2 separate regions of the Callithrix jacchus genome follow, and region 1 is linked to region 2. Evidence: chromatin contacts called from public Hi-C data. All regions are on one chromosome and are shown on one strand. The core of a region is the stretch at or near the end of the contact, and the rest is flanking DNA. Distances in the headings are between cores, read along the strand shown. Region 1 holds the start of TBC1D8 (TBC1 domain family member 8). Region 2 holds the start of RPL31 (ribosomal protein L31).

Evidence for each region. Hi-C and Micro-C count contacts between places; a contact is called where the count stands out from the background.
Region 1: a Hi-C map of skeletal muscle shows a contact between it and region 2, with 6 times the contacts expected there. The contact joins the promoter of TBC1D8 here to the promoter of RPL31 in region 2. A contact is called at or near these places in 3 of 3 Hi-C or Micro-C datasets (induced pluripotent stem cells and skeletal muscle).

The regions. Positions count from the first base shown.
Region 1 is chr14:11,008,822-11,011,922 of calJac240_pri, forward strand. TBC1D8 (TBC1 domain family member 8) reads right to left here and starts at 1,645. Exons shown (of 19, transcript XM_035271762.3): 1 at 1,370-1,645. The coding sequence starts at 1,496.
Region 2 is chr14:10,869,739-10,872,469 of calJac240_pri, forward strand. It overlaps RPL31 (ribosomal protein L31), which reads left to right and starts at 1,415. Exons shown (of 5, transcript XM_003734683.6): 1 at 1,415-1,444; 2 at 1,821-1,927. The coding sequence starts at 1,821.

The DNA.
Region 1 (3,101 bases), core at 395-2,894, 140 kb after region 2:
GTGCGTCCCAGGGCCCAACAAGGTCACTGCGGCCCCCTGCCTCCTGCACAAATCCCTCCCACAAAGCTCAAAACAGCTTCTGGAGCAGGCCCACGCGCTGCCCAAGTTGTCCCTGCCACTCATCAGGACCACTGGTTACCAAAGCACCCTACCTATCCGCCTCCATCCATAATCCTAACTACCCTCTGCCCCTTCCATGGGAAACCCTAAGCTGCCCTCGGCTCCCTCCGTGCAGCATCCTGCCAACTCCCACCCACTCACTGGGTCTCAGTGTAAGTCTGCCCTCCCCTAACAAACCCAATCACCAGCTTCCTCAGAAGCTAAAGTCTAGCAAAGGCCATTCCCTTCACACTTGGTTCTGTGGTTTCAGGGCGTGTTGGTACAACTCCTACCAGACTCAACCTCAGAGGAGCCTTCCCTAGATGGTCTGAGAGCACAAAGAGCCGCCAACAACTTACCAGGGGACCTAACGTAGGTCCTTTGACCTCTCTGGCCTCTGTCTTCTCCTCAGTAGAAAAGAAATAAGACAGGAGATCTAAGGTCTTTTTTATTCAGATTCCAAAATTTTAAAGAAAAATCATACAGGTCCTTTTGATACAAATGAAAAAGTCTAACTGTTCCTTCACTGACCTTTTAAACAGGTGTCCCAGCTACTGCAAGCTGGCTTCAATTTCAAAGAGCTTTCTATCATAACTTTTAGGAAAAAAAAAAAAATGCTGTCTTTTCATCAACTTCACACGCCTTTGTTTTTATTTTCCTACCATTCCCAGTAAAACACTGAAAGAGAGGAAAAAACTGACTTGTTCAATTTTTTAAATAAGATCACGATCTTAGGATTCGCCCAGCCTCGGTTTCCCCTCTGGGCTCAGAGACGGTCCCCGCTCGCCGCCGCCTCCCGAGCTGCGCCCCTCGCACACCGCCGCGCGCCCCCAGCCGCGACACCACCTGGAGCCTCGGGCGCCTCCAGATGGCCGAGTCCCGGCCGGCCAGGCCACCCCGCTGTCACCTGGCCCCGCACAGCAGCCGCGTCGCTCCAGAGCGGCCCCGCCCCCTCCGGCCACCCTCCAGCCCGCGTTTCTACATCGATTCCCGAGCCGAATTCGGCCTCCAGTTCACTGGGAGAGGCGGCGAAGACGCCTGCCTCCCCCGGGAAAACGCACTAGCTCGGGAACCCCTCTGTCACTACCTCGACGGGAGCCCGCGGGAGAAACGCAGAAAAAAGGAAAACAAGCCCGCAGCAGGGATGCCTGGGCCCCGCGTCTCCCAAGAAATCGCCACTGGCGACGCAGCCCGGAATCCGGGACCGCGGGCCCGACGGGGAGCGAGGCCCCGGGCCCGGCCACCGCGCTCGCCCCGGCGCGCGGCTTACCGGTGAGGCGGCCGCCCCCCTCGCCGTGCCCGCGGCGCCGCTGCAGGATGAAGTAGCAGCTGCTCTTCTGGGTCACCCAGAGCTTCAGCGCGTTCTTCAGCAGCACCTCCTCGGGTTTGAGCCACATCGCGACGGTCCAGCCGCGCCCGCCGGTCCCGGCTCACATCTCCCCGACCGCCGGCAGCTGTGGGCCAAGCCCGCTTGAGAGGAGGCAGCGAGGGCGCGCGGGGACCGCAGCCCGGCCAGCGCCCAGAGCTCTGGAAGCCCGCGGAGCACAGCGGGTTTAGCTCGCACCCAGCGCAGCCCACACGTGACCCCGCCCCGTGCCCGCCCCCGGCCCCGCCCCCCGGCCGCCCCCACCCCGCGGCTGCGGCGGCGCCTCCCGGGTTTCCGCGTCCCAGCAGCTCCGGCGCACAGTTCCGGAGTGAAGGGAGGAAGTCCAATCCTGCGCCAGGCTCCTTCCCTCCCGCCCCGCCGCGCTCCCGGGGGGAACTCCGGAGAACCCGGGTCCCGGACCTCGACCTGAGACGTGGAGGAGGGACCGGGAAAAAGCACTCCTCTCACAGCTGCAAGTTGCCCCACCGAGGGCATCAATCGTGGGGTGGGGGTGGGGAGGTGGGCAAATGCACGCCAGAAAACCTCAGTGCGCTGGGTTTAAAACAGCAGCAGCGGCAATTGTAAATAACCAAAAAATAGCATAAGAATTAAAAACAATTATGTTCCAACGTTTTTAATACTTGGTGCATATTTCGGGTGCTCTCCCCGGGGATCCGACGGCGCTGTAGAGGCGTCAGCGATGTTTTGGGATCCTAAAGAAAGCATCAGACCAGATTCAGCTCTGGACGTCCCTCCAGGGGCCAGGAGGTACCGATATTAGGGCCATCGCGGTCGGTGCCCTGGCCAGAGATAAAACCTTTGTTCTGAGAGAAATTGGAAAGCTGGAAAATATGGAGTAGGCGATGTGAAGAGGTTAGGTTTTAAATGCGTAGTTCCTCAAGGATGTTGTGGAAGCAGACGCAGGGTAGCTGGCCTGGAGCAGGCTGGGGAACCTCCAACGATCTCCACAGGGAAGCAGTTACATTCAACACCCTACCAAGGAAAAGAAGAAAAGAACAACCCCATCAAAACATCCCTGGGGTTTTGACACAAGAATCCCTGACAAAAGCATGACTGATAACTAGGACAGAATTGAAAACTGGAAATAAAGTCAATCCCACCTCCCACCCCCCCACCCCACCCCCACACACACACACACCATCACCCCGACCTCCTAGGACGCCTGGGAACTAAGGGAAGCGCCCCCAGAAGTGAGCAGCTCAGAAACCCTGACCGGACCTGGCAGGCAAGAACCCTGTGGGTGGAGGACAGGAACGCCCACCCAGAGGCCAGGAGAGCATGGTCCAGGACTGGCAGCCACTAACAAATGGCCTCTGAATGAAACGGAGGAAGGAAGTCAGTGGTAATCGGGACCATTAGGGTGCACTAGGGCATATGAAACATTCAGGGACGGTAAGAAAACATTCCCTCCAGAATCGTTCACTAGCACCTCCTGCGCAGACCCACTGCCAGGCCCGGAATCGCACAGATGAACTAGGAGACCGGTCTGCCCTGAAGAACTCAGTTAAGAAAATGAGTCAGAAAAGTGAGGTGGGCCTCCTAACAGGAGCCCATGCAGGGGGCAGTGAGCAGAGAGCAATGCGCAGACCAGTGGTCAGTTCTTGGGGGAAGGAAC
Region 2 (2,731 bases), core at 165-2,664:
GGTCTCAATACGTCCGCCTCAGCCTCCCAAAGTGTTGGGATTACAGGCATGAGCCACCACGCCCTACCGAGAATATTTTCTTTTTTCTTTTTCTTTTGAGATGGAGTCTCACTCCTTGCCAGGCTGGAATGCGGTGGCTCGATTTCGGCTCACTGCAACCTCCGTTTCTCGGGTTCAAGTGATTTCCCTGCCACAGCCTCCCGAGTAGCTGGGACTACACGCACGCACCACCACGCCTGGCTAATTTTTTGTATTTTAGTAGAGACGGTGTTTCGTCATGTTGGCCAGGCTGGTCTCGAACTCCTGACCTCGTGATCCACCCACTTCGGCCTCCCAAAGTGCTGGGATTATAGGTGTGACCCACCACGCCCAGCCTAGAATATTTTCAGGTCTTTCCACACTGCTCTAATGATTTTTAACTAGTTTCTTATAGCCTCTGCTTTCCATACCTCTTAAATGTCGCATTTCCTCTGGTTTTCTCTTTCCAACTCCTCTTAATTTTACCTCCTGGTATCTATAAAATTAGTCCACTCATTTCCAATCCCGCTTCAACTGCCTTAGTTTGGACCCTCATCATTTGTATTTTGTAAATAGCTTATTTCTAGTGGTCTTGTAGCCACCAACTACTCCCAAGCGATACTTTGGGCAGATAAATTTATTCTAAAACATCTGATCATGGCGCTGCCCTCCTGAAAACCTTTCAATTACTCCTTATTACCAGTAATAGTTAAATCTTTAACGAGTAGGTCCCCACAGGCTCTCTCACCCCTCAACCAAGAGTCTGGGAAGCCACACTGCTCCAGTCCTTCCACGTGCAGCAGCCTCTATCACTCCTCAGTTAGTAATATCTCCTGCCAGTGCTTCCAGACCGCGCACAAGTCTCCCCTCCTTTCTGCACCCGACCCACCCTCGTGCACCGGGACGACGCGAGAGTCCTGTGGCGCCACGGCCCAGGACAGCAATCACTGGCAATGCTGTGCTGGCCCTCCCAAGACCTCCAGCGCCGGGCTGTGTCTTAGTGACCCTGGGACCGCCAGCCAGGCACCGCGCCCGACGCAGGCTCAGTCAGTGTTGGTAGGATGCATGAATGAATGGGGAAAAAACAAAAAACGAATGTCTCTCTCCCTGGCCCTGCTCCCATCCAGCGTAGGCCTAGGTTTTGGTTTTATCCGAAGACTTAGACAAGGGACGCAAGTTCCTTCGCGGAGCCGGAGGGAATCTCTCAGCGAGAAGCTGCAAAAGAGCTTGCGGCCCAAACGCGCGTACCGGCGCCGACCCCGCTCGCTGTCCCCATTTCGGCGTGCGCAGCTTACGTCACAGTCTCGTCTCTCCCCTTCCATAGCCACACCCCCTTGCCAGGCGACCCGGAAGTTGTACTTGCAAGTGCGGCTTTCCTTCTCCCACAATTCCTCGCGCTCTTTCTTTCCGCCTCGGACCGGACAGAGTGAGTATGTGTGGCGGAGTCTGGGCTCCTGGAATCCAGCCCCATCCTCCTTTAGGATTGTACTAACTGGGACCGCGAAATCTCTCCCGAGCCAGCCCGGGGCTCCGGTTGTGGAAAGATGGGAATACACGCTGATTTTTAAGGGTTCCCGGAGCCTGAGGAGGAAAGTGACCAGGCTTAGGGGAGCCGGGGCGGCAGGGATTTCCGGGTCGGAGGCATCTGAGAGCGCGTGCGTGGGCCACTGGGTGACCCGACTTAGCCTGGCCAGACCTCAGCACCTGAAAGCGGCGCGAGAGTGACAGCGTGAGGTTGGGAGGGAGGACTTGGCTTGAGCTTGTCTAACTTTGCTCTGAGCCTCCTTGTCGCCTGCATTTAGATGGCTCCCGCAAAGAAGGGTGGCGAGAAGAAAAAGGGCCGTTCTGCCATCAACGAGGTGGTGACCCGAGAATACACCATCAACATTCACAAGCGCATCCATGGAGTGTGAGTATCCCCGTACCCGCCCTGGAGGGCAAACTCGCGTCTGGTTGTCACTCACAGAGATGTGCCGAATCGTCTCCACTCCAGTCTTTTCCTCTTGTGTCCTTCTCTGTTTCATTCATTGGCAAGTGAACAAATCCTGTGGACTCTACCTTCCAGATACATTCACAGTCTGACCAGTTGCATTGGTCTTTCTGAGCGCCCCCATTCTTTCTTACCTGAATGCCTGCAGTTGTTCGTGCTCCTGTTCCCTTCCCTACCCCCCAAACATGTAATGTCTATTTTCAGATCCTCCATCGGCCTTCTGTCTTAGGTTAGAAATCAAGAGTTCTTGCTGTGATCCCACATTGGCTGACCCACTTAATCATACTGGGCATGCTTCTGTTTCAAAGTAGCTGCTTTGTTGAATTTTTACTTTTTTTCCCCATTCCTGAATGCTTTTTCACAGATAATTAAATGCTTCGTCGCCGTAAAACCTTGAGTCCAGTGTCAACCTTGGCCCTCTTTTTTTGATACAGAGTTTTGCTCTATCTCCAGGCTGGAGTGTAGTGGTCCGGTCTCCGCTTCCGTTCCTCAGCCTCCGCTTAGAGTGGCTGGGATTACAGGTGCCCGCCATCACACCTGGCCCACCTTGGTCGTCGTATAGAAACTTCCCTTCCCTAATGTTTTCTCTCTTCTTTCCCTGGTTTGTCTTTCTCCGTAGTATTAGATACCATCTGATGGACTCAATAGGTTGCTTACATAAGCTCCAGAGCTTATGTAATCAACCTGTGGATTTATGGATTGCCAGCTGCTGTTATTTCTAGT